3 separate regions of the Sus scrofa genome follow, and regions 1 and 2 are each linked to region 3. A link is a contact called in public Hi-C and HiChIP or PLAC-seq data. All regions are on one chromosome and are shown on one strand. Each heading gives the region's core, a stretch centred on a gene start, on an enhancer-like site or on the middle of the called end of the contact. The rest is flanking DNA. Distances are from core to core; before and after follow the strand shown. Region 1 holds the start of CHAD (chondroadherin). Region 2 holds the start of NME1 (NME/NM23 nucleoside diphosphate kinase 1). Region 3 holds the start of LUC7L3 (luc7-like protein 3).

Region 1 (4,259 bases), core at 995-3,494, 260 kb before region 3:
CTGGTTGCCATCCAGGTACCATGCTGCTCTCATCTCCGTGCCTGCGGCCCAGGGAGAGATGTGGAGTTCCCTGCTAATCAGACTGCTCTGATGACCATCGCCCGCACCTAGTCCCTCCTTGGGACTGGAAAATCCCTCTGGTATAGGACAGGGACCAGGGCAAGGTGCGGGAGATGGTCATCAGAGCGAACGCCACCCTGAGCCAAGGCAGCCCCACCTGGCCAGGGAATCACAGGGGAGGAAGGACTGAGCAAGGAAGGATGCAGCCAAGTGATGGGTCTGGTGACCAGGGTGGGCAAAGGGCCGTGAGTGTCCTGGGGCACAGTGAGGCCTAGCCCACCTTCCCTAAGGGGAGGCACCTGGGGTCCTGGTGCCAAAGGTTGGCAACGATGAGTGGCTCTTGCTTTTGCCCCTTCACAGAGCCCCTGGGTGCCATGCCTGCAACCTGGGGCCTGCCCCTGGTCCCCACTCGGCTGAGATGGACCTGGGAATGCAGTGGCATGTGTGTGTGTGTGTGTGTGGACTGGGGGGTGGGGGGCATCTCTGGGAGGCACGGAGGGGGCCTTCCTCAGCTATGTGCTCCCCCCTCACTCCCCAGCCCCCCACCCCACCTTAGCACACATGCACTCTCCCCACCAGGAACAGGGTCTCTTTGTGGGCCTGAGGTGCCCAGCTCCTCTGGAAGGCTCCTCAATAAACAAACCTTCCTTTATGGGGTGGGAGGTTTACTGGAGACTGGGGGCGGGGTGGAGGTGGGGGACACAGCAAGGACGGGTGGAAGGCCCAAAAGGAAGAGGTGGCTGCTGTGCAAGGAGTTTGGGAGCCCTGGACATCCCTCCTTGGGGCCTACTGGTGGGGCCAGGGCAGCCCCGGCTCTGTTTTTAAGTAGGAATCCTAGGAGGGCCGTGCCAGAGACTAGGGACTAGGGGCAGCAGGGCAGGATTTGGGGCAGGCACGGGACAAGATGAGGGACAGAGGTGGCAGAGCTCCTCACCTTGGAGTTAGCCACAGGAAGAGGCAATTTTAGGGAAGAGGGGATGGTGCCCAGCTGTGGCCCTGGATCCCCGGGCCTCCTGGCAGTGAAGAAGGAGCCAGGGCAGAGCTCTGCAGCCAGGAGCTCACCTTCTCCAGGTTGGTGTTGTCCAGCCAGAGGGTCTCCAGGTATCTGCCGAAAGACTGGAAGGCATGGTCTGGGATGCTTTTCAGGGGGTTGTGGGACAGCTTCAGCTCCTCCACCACCCGCAGCTTGCTCAGAGCAGCCGAGGGGTAGCTGGATAGCTGGTTCCTATCCAGGTAGAACTTGGCGAGGTTTTCCACGTCGTCCAGAGAGCCGGGCTGCAGGGAACTGAGTGAGTTTTCCGACAGGTAGAGCCAGCGCAGGTCCTTGGCGCCCTGGAAGGCGCCTGCGCGCAGCTCGCGGATCTTGTTGTTGTTGAGCTGCAGGATGAAAAGGTTGACCAGCGGGGAGAGTAGCCCTCGGGGCAGCTCGGTCACCTTGTTGTGGTCCAGGTAGAGGTAGGTGAGCTCGGTCAGGTCGTCGAAGGCGCCAGCGCGCAGCACGCGGATGTCGTTGTGGGATAGGTACAGGTAGATGAGCTGCTTGAGGCCGCGGAAGGCGCCAGAGGCCACCTCGCGGATCTGGCAGTGCTGCAGGTGCAGCGAGACGAGGTTCGGCATGGCCCGAAACGAGTTAGCAGCCAGCACTGGGAAGTTGTTGCGCTGTAGGTTGAGCAGCTTGGTCTTCTCTGACACTTTGGGGATCTTCTGCAGCCCCACCTTGTCGCAGATGACGTGCTGCAGGTCGCCGTGGCAGTGGCAGTTCTGGGGGCAGGCGGCCAGCGCCGGCAGCAGGCCGGCCAGGAGGCCGAGGCTGAGCAAGAGCATCTGGCGGGCCATGGCTGGGACGCCAGGGGCCGGGGCTGGGGGCGGCTGCAAGTCCTCGGCGCTCGGTCTCCCGCCCTATTTATACGGTGGCCCTGACCGCAGCCGGCAGCCGGAGCCAGCTCCTACGTGGAGCCGCGAGGGCACCGGGTTAACTCCCTCCCGCCCGGAGCTGCGCCCCTGCCCTCGACGGGGAGGGGCCCTCTCACCCTGGGGACCGTGCGCGGCTGGACCCAGGTCCCCGAACCTCAGTCCCCAGCCCGGCCCCCCCTATCTCCCTGCCCTCGGATCTTGCTCCCTCCCAGCCCTGACCTCCTTTCCCCCTGCTTTCCTGGTGGGGGCAGTAATGGGTGTGTCCAGGGCCCCCGAGTTTACACCGCAGAGAGGGAGGCGGTCCCTGAACTTATTTGTTTGCTCAAGTCTGAGCCTCCACGCCTCCCCCCCCATACACGCTCGGCCGCGTGCCCTGGACCCAGCGAGGGAGGAAGTGGGGCCGGACGGCCGGACGCGAGTCTCGCCGCGGTCGCCGGCCGGCGGCGCTTTAATGGGGCTCTTGTGCGGCGCCGGCGGAGCGTGAGAGCTGCTCTGGCGTCGGGCTCCCCCTTCCGGCTGCACCCGCAGCCAACCCTCAGGAGGCTGGAGAGGTTGGAGGTCCGATGGCTCCTCTCTCCCAGGCGCTCCCCCACCTCCCCCGCCCCCCGCCCTCCCCTTCTCCCTGGGCTCGCGTTTCCGTCCCCGGCACCCCCATGCCCCTTTGCCACGGGTGAAGGTAATCAGAAGAGTGGGACCTGGTGGTGAGGGGAGTGACCCACAGGGCTGGGCAAACACACCAGAAGGCCACAGCCGCACCATCTTTCCCTGTCCTTAATCTCCCTAGAATGTCCCCATCTCTTCATCCCCACCCCTCGGCGGTCAGGAACCGCCCCCCTCCCCGGGGGAGGTGGGGGGCTCTCTCAGGATGGCGGCCAGGGTGGCGCCAAGGTGTACTTGGCAGAAGCCACACCTGGGCAGTGGCCCCAGGACTGTGAGGGTGGGTGAGGGGGCTGGGTCCTGGCTACAAAGGACCAGCCCTTGGACAGCTTGGGTTTCCTGACCCCAGGTCCTGTGGGCAGCCCTGCCCCAGCTGACCAGATCTCTGTGTCCACTTGTCCCGCCACGGTGTCCAGATTCTTGTGGAAAGGGGAGGGGAGGGCAGGCAGCGTCTCAGCTCTGGCCTCAAAGCAAGCTCTGGGCTGACTGGTAGGGGTTCTTGTCTGTTTTGGGGGGTGAGGGGAGGAGCCGGACCTCAGATCTTGCCAGACCCCAGCTGTGCCTGAGTCATGCCCCCTGACACAGAAGAAATTTGGAACGGGGTGAGGCTGAAGGACGAACAAAGGTCTGGTGTCTTTGCTGGCTGGAAGGGACCAAGAAGAGAGGGTAGCCTGCCCCTCTCCTTTCACCCAGAATTCAGGTGGGGAGACCTACCCCTCTCCTAAGCTCCTTTCACGCGTTGGGGGTCACAGTCGGCCCAGAACACTGCCTGGTTTTCAGGCTTCTCCAAGGCTGGCTTCTGGTTTTCTGTGGCTCAGGACGTTCCAACCACTAGAAGGGGGAGAGTGGGGGGAGGGTGTGTGCCACTGGCTTTTTAAATCCTTGCTTTGGCTGTATTTTTATTTTGATGAAAATAAATGTACAGGAAACTTTCCAGAACTTGGGGGGGGGGGGCGCACCTATCCCAATGCTAGGCACTTGTCCCAGGAGTCTGGTGGGTGGGTGGGTTGTGTTTATAGCTCCCAGCTGGGCCAGGGGAGGCTGGCTTTCTCATCAAGTTTTCAGACCCTTCAGCTTGGAAGGGAGGGCCAGGGGATGTTACGGCCTGAATTCAGGAAGCCGGTGCTAAGACGCCTTGGGGCTGGGGCACTGGTGCTGCTGGGAGCCACAGGCTAAAGCGTATGGCTGCTCCAGGGAATTGTGGAGACTGGGCGCCCTGCCTGGAAGCCAGTAGCCTCCCTGCTCTCAGTTTTATTTCAGACCTCGGGACTCTGCTCGTTGAGCTAGTTTGGGCTCCATCCCAGAGGTCAGGTTTGCCTCCTGACCTCTGACCTCTACCGACTATGCCACTCGTCCCACCATTCAACCACTGCCTTCTTTCCCCCGAGTTCCTCCCCATTTCCCCAGGGAGACTTCTCCATCTTGCCGCCATCCCTTTGCTCCCTTCCGAATACCCTTTCTGGACCCTCTAGGTGGCTTATGGAACCACAGAAAATAGTCCTGTCACTTTCATGAACTTTCCCGAGGACACCATGGAGCAGAAGGCAGAAAGTGTGGGCAGAGTTATGCCCCACACCGAGGTGAGCCCAGGCCCCAGGCCCCACCTCCTACCATGTGGCTGGGGGGGG
Region 2 (4,477 bases), core at 438-2,937, 410 kb after region 3:
TGGATCCCAAGTTGCTGTGGCTGTGGCTTAGGCCAGCAGCTGCATCTCTGATTTGACTCGTAGCCTGGGAACTTCCATATGCTGCAGGTGTGACCCTAACCAAAAAAAAAAAAAAAAAAAAAAAAAGAAGAAGAAAGAAAGAAATTATTCCTTTGACATGCATCTTTATCTAGGGCCAGTATACTATTTTTCTCTTCAGGGTGCACCTTTGGGGAGGCTGCAGTGGCTGATGGCTTGATGACAGGCCATATTCTTTGTTTACTGAAATGGCAGGCATAGTTTTTTTGTTTTGTTTTGTTTTTTTGCTTTTTAGGGCTACACCTTCGGCATATGTAAGTTCCCACGCTTGTGGTTGAATCAGAGCTGCAGCTGCTGGCCTACACCACAGTCACAGCCACAGCCAAGGCCAAGCCAGATCTGAGCTGTGTCTGTCACCTACACCACAGTTCACGGCAATGCTGGATCCTTAACCCACTGAGCCAGGATAGGGATTGAACCCATATCCTCATGGATACTAGTTAGGTTTGTAATTCTCTGAGCCGCCACCTGTTTTGTTTTGGGGGTTTTTGGGTTGCACCCGGGGCATGTGGAAGTTCTCTGAGCTCGGGATCAAATCCATGCCACCGCAGCTACCCAATCTGCTGCAGTGACAATGCTGTATCCTTAACCTGCTGTGCTACAAGGGAACTCCTATCCACATAGTTTTACACTTACAAATCTATAATCCCTCTGGAGTGATTTTCTTTCAAAGTGGGAGGTTTAGGTGGAGGTTTTTTCTTTCCTTCCTTCCTTTCTTCTTACTTTCTTTCTGCCTATAGGTGCTCCAGCACATTTTTTGAAAAGGCTCCTGATTCTATCCTGTACTTTACCACAGCCATTCCTCCTGCAGCAGGCAATGATTTTTTTTTTTAAATGTATCAGATGATATCATGCCCTGCTCAAAATTCTCCAATGGCTTCCCACCACATCATAATCTTGCTGCTCTCCAGTTGCATTTTCTAGCACTTAATGTCCACTGGCTCTCAGGTAATCTGACTTCAGCAGGTCTATTCTACTGTCACCCCCTGAGAGAGCACACCAGTCAACATTTAAAGTACTCCTTTACCCTACCCCCTCGCTGTGCTTTTTCTCAGTAATATTTACATACTATGATATATTACATGTTAATTTGCTCATTTGTTTATTGTTTGTCTTTATTCCCAACCCCACGAGAAGTTCCAAGAAAGTTTACTGCTATACCCCAGACTCTGAAACAATATCTGACACATAGAAGGTACTCAATAAATAATTTGCTTGACAGGCTGGAAAGAATGAGCAAATGTAAAACGAGGACACTGACTACTTCTAGGTCAGGCGCTAGTTCAGTTTTCACGCAAAGTGTGAGCGCCACCTCTCGGGAAGCCAGTTTGCTCGCGAAAGAAGGAAGTGAGTCACAGATCTTAAAGGGAAAAAAAAGATGGCTGCAGCGTGCGAGAAGAATAGGGAGAAGCCGTACCGGAAGTTGAACTTCAGGAAGTTGCTCCCTTGAACGATATCCGACTGTCGGGAGGAAGCGTAGGCGAGTGGTGTTCTGCAAAATGGGCTCTCCTGCAGCCGATTATGCGCAGAAGCGTTCCGCGCGAGCGGGTGCTAGGAACCACGAGGAGCTGGGGCGTGTTTCCGGTGCGGGTGACAGGCGACGGAGTTGAAGCCCAAGTGCCCGGAGGGGTGAGAAGGGTTCGAGGTCCTGAGAGAAAAGGGAGAAGAGTGGGGTCCAGGGAGGGGGAGGTGAAGAGGTCGGGTAAGTTCCACTCGGAGAAGTGGCCAGGGGGATCGGGTGGGAGGGACGCACCCATTGACAGGTGCAAACCTGTCAGCTCACGTCCCGCGCCACGTGGACTCGGCTTTGTCCGTGGCTGCTTTTCCCATCAGTCCGTGACTGTAAGGGTTGTGCCTTATTTGTTTATATCGAGTGCAGTGCTCAGTGCTTACTGAATGAATGACAGATATGTATCAAGAGTGGGTGTGGGGAACACGTATAGGGACTGCTGTTTGTGGCTCTTTAGCCCCATGTTCTCCTAGGGAATTCATGCTTGTCTGTAGCTTCTATTAGGAGTTCTCCGCCAGTTCTTGGGCCTTGTCTCTTTTTCTTGGAGGTGCAGGGCGGTTATCATTTAAGACATTTTCTTTGCTCTTATTGAGTACTAGGCTCTGTAACTAGGTACTAGGGAAGTAAATCATCTCTGTATTCAGGGGCAGGCCTGTGAGAAATAAACAGAAAATTCACATATATTGTTAAGGTGTTGTAATAAAAGGCCAACTAAATTATAGGAAGGTAGAGCCAGGAGGTGGTGCTGCTATCCACATAGGGATTGTCTTTCAAGGTGAGGGGACTCCTTTGTCATCTTGTGGAGGCAGAGCAGGTCCTGAGTTGAGACTTCTTATCTGTAAAAGGAAGAGTCTGAAGTAGGTGGTCTCTAGGCTTTCTTCCAACAGATATTACTCATGGCTACAGTTCTCCCACAATCCACCATTTATTGGTTAGTCAGAATATTCATTAATCTTGTGATGTAGCATAAGCTGCAGAGGGTTGGGAAATCTGGATTGTGACCCTCCTTCTGGTACTCCAGATGTGTTTCCTCATTTGTAAAAGAAAAGATTGTAATGAAATAATCTCTAAACTCCTTCCTGTTATAGCATGCTGAGGTAGTAGGTCAAACTGTATTTCATACTGCCTTGTTTTAGACATCACTCACATATTATCACTGTAGTTTCCCTCATCTGGATAATCCAGAAAGATATTCTTTTCTTTTTCTCTTAATACTTCTTGTCTCAGTTCTGCCATAGTATTGGGTACCCAGTAGATGCTTATGTTAGTCCCCATTGTGGCTCAGTGGCTTAAGAAGCCGACTAGTGTCTGTAAGGATGCAGGTTCGATCCCTGGCCTCACTCAGTGGGTTAAGGATACACATTGCCACAAGCTGCAGCGTAGGTCACAGATGCAGCGTGGATCTGGTGTGGCTGTGGCTGTGGTGTAGGCCTGCAGCTGCACTCTGATTCTACCTCTAGCCTTTCTGTATGCTAGAAGGGTGGGTACAGCCCTAAAAATAAAAACAAAAACAAAAAACTGGCTTCTGCACACAAAGGCAAGGAGAGACTGAAGAAAGGCAGACCACTCCAGATTATAGGTGGCAGTTATAATGACCAAGGGAGCTTGAGGTGGCTGCTGTCACCTACCAGAATTTTAAAAGTTATGCATAGAGTCTTTAAATGGGTTTAGTCATCTATTCAGTCCAGATGGTCTCAACAACACTTTACTCTCTCAAGGCTATGTTTTGTCCTTCGAACAGCCCCTACTATGGGGACAGTAGGCAGAGTGTACCTTTCAAAAACAGAGGTGAGGAGCCTCTAGTTGCCTGGGGACGTATTCTCTCCATGACCTCCTCCAATACTCCACCCCTTGCAACTAGCTCTCACAATCTCATCCCCACTCCCCAGATGCATTGTGCCCTGAGAGATCAGCAAAGGGTGGAGGCGGCTCATTTGGCAGCCATCTGATTGCAGTGGAGGCAGATGTCAGAGCAGCATTATAGAGGCATGTGTAAGAGACGCATGGATTAAGACGATTCCCTAAATAATAACAATTTTCTCCTCCAGGAGCCTCATCATCTGAACCATTGATTTACTAAATCCCTTTGTCAGGCAGTAATAATGTCCTGCTTTGGAGGACAGCTTTTGCCATTAAAGATAAAGTGTTCCATAAAGACAGGTTTTGCAGGCTAGTATTTAAGGCTTGCTGGGTGAATTTAGTAAGGGCTTCTCTCTGTGCTATAATGCCCGTCAGGCCAAAGGAGGGGACAAAAATGGTGGCTAAATGATTGTTCCAGTGGGAAACCGAATGTGCCCATCTGGCCTGGAGGAGAGGGAGGTTGGCAGCTCTAGGAACTTGACCTAGTTATGTATGCTATACATGTTGGCCAGGGCAGGCAGCCCTGTCTGGCATGAGGAGATGGAGTAGGCGTGGGATATGCCAGACCAGGACCCCTTCCTTCTCCCCTCTTCAGAGGTGCATGTTCCCTTCCAGGTATAGCACATCTCAACAGGCCAGCTTGTGGCAGGGCTGCAGCCTCCCAGTGGAAACTGAGTAATTCCCCCTCACCCAGGGGTGGGGCTTAGTGTTCTCAGCAGCACAGTCCATTGATCCACAGAGAGAGCTGTTTCCCAAGACATTGGGTATCTTGGCAGGGGTCTCTCGTCTGGCATAAAAGGCCACAAGTTCTACTGGTTCATCATTCAAATGTATCAAAGTCTGGGACAGTACTTCAGTCCACCTGGCCAGGGTGGTTTTACTTTTTAGTACTTTATTTATTTATTTATTTATTGTCTTTTTGCCCTTTTCTAGGGCTGCTCCCGCGGCATATGGAGGTTCCCAGGTTAGGGGTCGAATTGGAGCTGTAGCTGCCGGCCTACGCCAGAGCCACAGCAACACGGGATCTGA
Region 3 (4,264 bases), core at 78-2,577:
TGGTTCAGTGGGTTAGGGATCTGGTGTTGTCACTGTTGTGGCTCTGGTTGTTGCGGGCATGGCTAAAAAAAAAAAAGCTTAATTGAGAAAACAACAGCCATCAGTTAAAAACTCCCTCATCATCACTGCTATTTCTACAAACTGATTTGTATCTTTTTCTTTTCTCTCTCTTTTTGGGGGTCTTTTTAGAGCCACACCTGCAGCACATGTAAGTTCTGGGCTAGGGGTCAAATGGGAGCTGCAGCTGCTGGCCTACGCCACAGCCACATGCCACAGTCACAGCAAAGCCAGATCCCAGTGGCATCTATGACCTATGCCACACCTCGAAGCAGTGTCATATCCTTAATCCAGTGAGCAAGGCCAGGGACCCAACTTGCATCCTCATGGATATTAGTCAGGTTCTTAACCCTCTGAACCACAACAGGTACTCATATATATTTCTTCTTTTTTTTTTGGTCTTTTTAGGGCCACACTGGCAGCATAGGGAGGTTCCCAGGCTAGGGGTCTAATTGGAGCTGTAGCTGCTGGCCTACACCACAGCCACAGCAACACCAGGTCCAAGCCGCATCTGTGGCCTACACCACAGCTCATGGCAACGCCGGATCCATAACCCACTGAGTGAGGCAACCCGCAACCTCATGGTTCCTAGTCAGATCCATTTTTCCGCTGCACCACGACGGGAACTCCTATATTTATTTCCTTAGTGACTGCCTCCCTTACTAATCCTCAAGGTCTGTGTGCCTCAAAGGTTTAGAGCTTTACTTCAAGAACTTACCTGGCACATGTAAGTACTCTGATATTTGTTAAATAAATAATTTAGTAATTAAAAAAAAAATCCAGACTGGGAGGCATACTCCTCTTGACCTTGTAGTCAAGCCTTATCTCTTCCTGCCTTTATTTCCTAGCCTTGTGAATCAGGGAATGGGATGGCAGGACCAAGCCAGATAGAAGAGGTGGCAAGCACAGAGACTAGGAGAAGGCAATCAGAACTCGTTATGAATGCTGTTCTTTGGGTTTCCTCCACTGGAAGATGGCACTGAGTGGTACAGAGGGATGCAATGTCCTTTTCTCCATTTCGGAGTGGTGTCGAAGCTTCAAAACGTAGGCTTCTATTCCTCTAAAAGAACTCGAGAAGACCTAAGTTTGGGCAGCGAGGACGAACGACCTAACACGCTAGGAAGCCTTTGGTTTCGCTTGGCGAGGGATGGGGAGGTGCTACTGGGCAGGGGCGGAGTCCTGGACTCTGCAGGCTCCGCCCCCGGGCCGGTGGAGGCGGCTGGTCCTCACCTCCCAGGCCTGGGCGTGTCCCGGCGGGCGCACGCGCGCGCACGGCATGCTGGGAAGGCACCCGCGCGGCGGCCATTTTGTCTTGTCGGCTCCTGTTTAGAGGAGGCTTTGAGGCCTGTGAGCGGGCCCGAGGGGGTTGGCAACTGTGTCGCCGGCGTTTTCTTTGGAGGGTGCCAGGGCTGGTGGGAGCAGCCCCCCGAGGAAAGCACCATGATTTCGGCTGCGCAGTTGTTGGATGAATTAATGGGCCGGGACCGAAACCTCGCCCCGGATGAGAAGCGCAGCAACGTGCGGTGGGACCACGAGAGCGTAAGTCCCGCGGGCCTTGGGCCTGTGCCCGGGCGCCGTGGGGGAGGGGAGCGGCGCGGGCTGGGGCCTTCCCCGGGCTGAGGTGCGATTTGGGGCCCGGGCCACCCCGGGGTCAAGTGTCTGACCCCCGTGGCGGGAGGGAGCCGGGAGGATAGCCCAGAGGGAGGAGTCGGCCTGGATCCTCGGATGTGTGGTGATTTGTTTTTCGTTGTTGTTTTACTATCAAGGAAGTCGAAAAAGACCCTTGGCAGAATCGAGAAGCACTTTAATGAGGCAGGGAAACGCGGGAAAGGAAGGAGTATTTGATTACGTTTAGAGGCTCCGGAGTTTTCACTCACTATGAAATAGAGCAAAGGGCAAGTTCTTCCGTTATTTGGGTTGAGCGTCAGATTTAGACTGAAATTTCTGGCCAGGATTAGTGATAAAAATCGTGGCAGTGTAGTATTTCAGTAATGGTTCAATTTCGCTCGACGCTTAAGAGGAAGTAAAATTTTAAGATATCATAATTTCGTAGGGTTCACCGTGATTTACAAATATTTTTGCATAGCAGTACGTTCCAGTAAAGCCATTCAGTAAATGGTTAGTTGTCAGAGCTTTTTTCTTCACATGAAACTCATTTGCTCCTTTTAACACTTTAAAGATAAATGATTATAAATCCAGTTTCATAAATGAGGCTTGAGAGGCTGATCCAAGGTGTCCTGGCAAGTTGTTTAGCGAAAAAAAAAATCTTTGTAGTCTTCACTTTCCAGTGCTGTAAACCTGGCTGTCAAGCACATGCCGTAGGGGTATTTCTGGTGTTTTGAATATGGTGTGTAACGTTTATTTCAGGTCTTAGCAGAAAAATAGATGAAGAATTTAATTCTGCATGTGGTTATAATCTAACACATGGTAATTTAAAGGCAGTTGCTAATCAGAATATGAAGGAATAGTTAATAGCCTTTTAAAAAATTGCATATTTTAAACAGGCTTTGGTCAGAGTGAAATTTCTCTTTTGCAATGCTGGAAAACAAGTTGGTGCTAGAGAAGTCCTTTCAGTATCTTAAATAAGCGTTTGAAGTTTTTGTGGGGTGATGCCTGAAGTGTTAACGGTAGGAATCATTGTATGGGTTAAATTCACTCATCAGTCACTGACCTCAGGAGAGGTGAAGCTTTTTAAACTTTTTTTTCTTTGACATTTGGGTTTTTCCCTAAATTGTCAAAATAAAAATAGAGTAACTTTGTTGCTTGCCTTGGCTTTTCTAGCCATTTCCTTGTGACACGTAACTTTTTTAACCAATGAAATCAGTAATATTTCTATCTAAGCTTAGCAAAAAAAAAAAAGAAAGAAAGAAAAAACCATTACAATTTGCTTGATGTGCAAATAGGACATTTATCTATTTTGAGTTAAAGAGAGAAAATTGGTTTTGATTGCCTGCTCTTCAACTGGAGCAGCCTATGCCTGTGCCTAATTGGTTTTGAATAAGTGTTGTGAAGAAACTGTTTTCCTGATAGTATTTTATTGCCATATTGCATTATATGTGATGGGTTTGTAACATTAGCAATGACGCTCCCGGAAAAGCAACTTAAGTTTTATGCAATTTCAGTTACAGTTAATCTGCTTTACTCTTGGTTTTAGTGCTTGTCACTGATTTAAACTTTCAGTGCTTTGCCACAATATTTTATGCCATTTTATGCCTTTGATGACAGATCGCACTTCATTCTAGCTTCAGGGATTTGAAAAAGTTAATTGCTGGTGTTTCAGCTTCCTGTTTCTAAGAAAAGGTTGAAGTAGACCAGGAACAAAGCACATGGCTCTTCTGAATAAATTGGAATTACTATAGAGTTTTATAGGGGGGTAAACTCGAGGCGTCACTTCCGGGTCATTTGCTAATGTTGTTGGCTGTTAGTGCTAGAATCCTGGAGGAATGGACAACCCCAGAATATGATGGAAGGGTTTCACCATCCCTGTAACCTGATATTCAAACTATTTTTGCATTCCTACTTTATCTGGAAGTTTTTCTTTGCCACCCTTGCACTAGCTGGGAAAAGTCATTTCAGCTGGGTGGGGTCCTTTTGTTTAATGATGAATGGAAACTTCACCTTAGTGTTAGAAGCAGTTCCTAGATGTCTGTATCTGACTGATCTGTGGAATTTGTTTTAAATACAGATTTCTGTACTTCACGGCCACCCAATGCTCCCCTCCCCCATTCTGATTCCTTGGGTCTAGTGGAAGGCCCCCCAAATCTACACTTTTTTAAAATGGCATCTTTTGCATTCTAAAGCTCGTGAGCTACTCCTTCCTGACTCATTTCCTAAGCATTGGGTTTTTAATTGTGCGCCAGAAGCAGCACTTGGGGGAAGCTCATTTTTAAGTGAAGGATGTGTCGGTGATGCAAATTACCTTTCATTTATTTGTTAAGGTGTAAGTGTATGTAACTACTATCAGGGAAAGTGGTTTGCTTTACAGGCATTTCCAACTTTTGTAGATTAACTTTGAATCTGAGAGAAAGTAGTTTTCAGGTAAAGTCAAATCAGCTTTAATACTCTTATTCCAAGGATTCATTGGCACACCCTCTTCGTTTTTTTTTTTTTTTTAATATTTTTACATTTCCTTGAGATTATTAGTATTTTTTTCTCTGCTATGTTAATCCTAAACAAGCTAATAAGGAGTGTGAATACCTTTCAGTTA

What was found. A called contact is a pair of places that touch in the nucleus more often than the background predicts. HiChIP or PLAC-seq counts read pairs in DNA pulled down with a chosen protein or histone mark.
Region 1: a contact with region 3 is called in an H3K27ac HiChIP or PLAC-seq map of alveolar macrophages. The contact joins the promoter of CHAD here to the promoter of LUC7L3 in region 3. A contact is called at or near these places in 1 of 5 promoter capture datasets (liver) and 1 of 2 datasets of contacts at active chromatin or transcription factors (alveolar macrophages).
Region 2: a Hi-C map of skeletal muscle shows a contact between it and region 3, with 6 times the contacts expected there. The contact joins the promoter of NME1 here to the promoter of LUC7L3 in region 3. A contact is called at or near these places in 1 of 5 promoter capture datasets (liver) and 1 of 47 Hi-C or Micro-C datasets (skeletal muscle).

The regions. Positions count from the first base shown.
Region 1 is chr12:26,744,120-26,748,378 of Sscrofa11.1, forward strand. CHAD (chondroadherin) reads right to left here and starts at 2,245. Exons shown (of 4, transcript XM_005668885.3): 1 at 1,123-2,245. The coding sequence starts at 1,896. It overlaps ACSF2 (acyl-CoA synthetase family member 2, mitochondrial), which reads left to right. Exons shown (of 16, transcript XM_003131573.4): 11 at 4,104-4,211.
Region 2 is chr12:27,414,750-27,419,226 of Sscrofa11.1, forward strand. It overlaps NME1 (NME/NM23 nucleoside diphosphate kinase 1), which reads left to right and starts at 1,688. Exons shown (of 5, transcript NM_001204759.1): 1 at 1,688-1,780.
Region 3 is chr12:27,003,567-27,007,830 of Sscrofa11.1, forward strand. It overlaps LUC7L3 (luc7-like protein 3), which reads left to right and starts at 1,328. Exons shown (of 12, transcript XM_021067191.1): 1 at 1,328-1,596. The coding sequence starts at 1,498.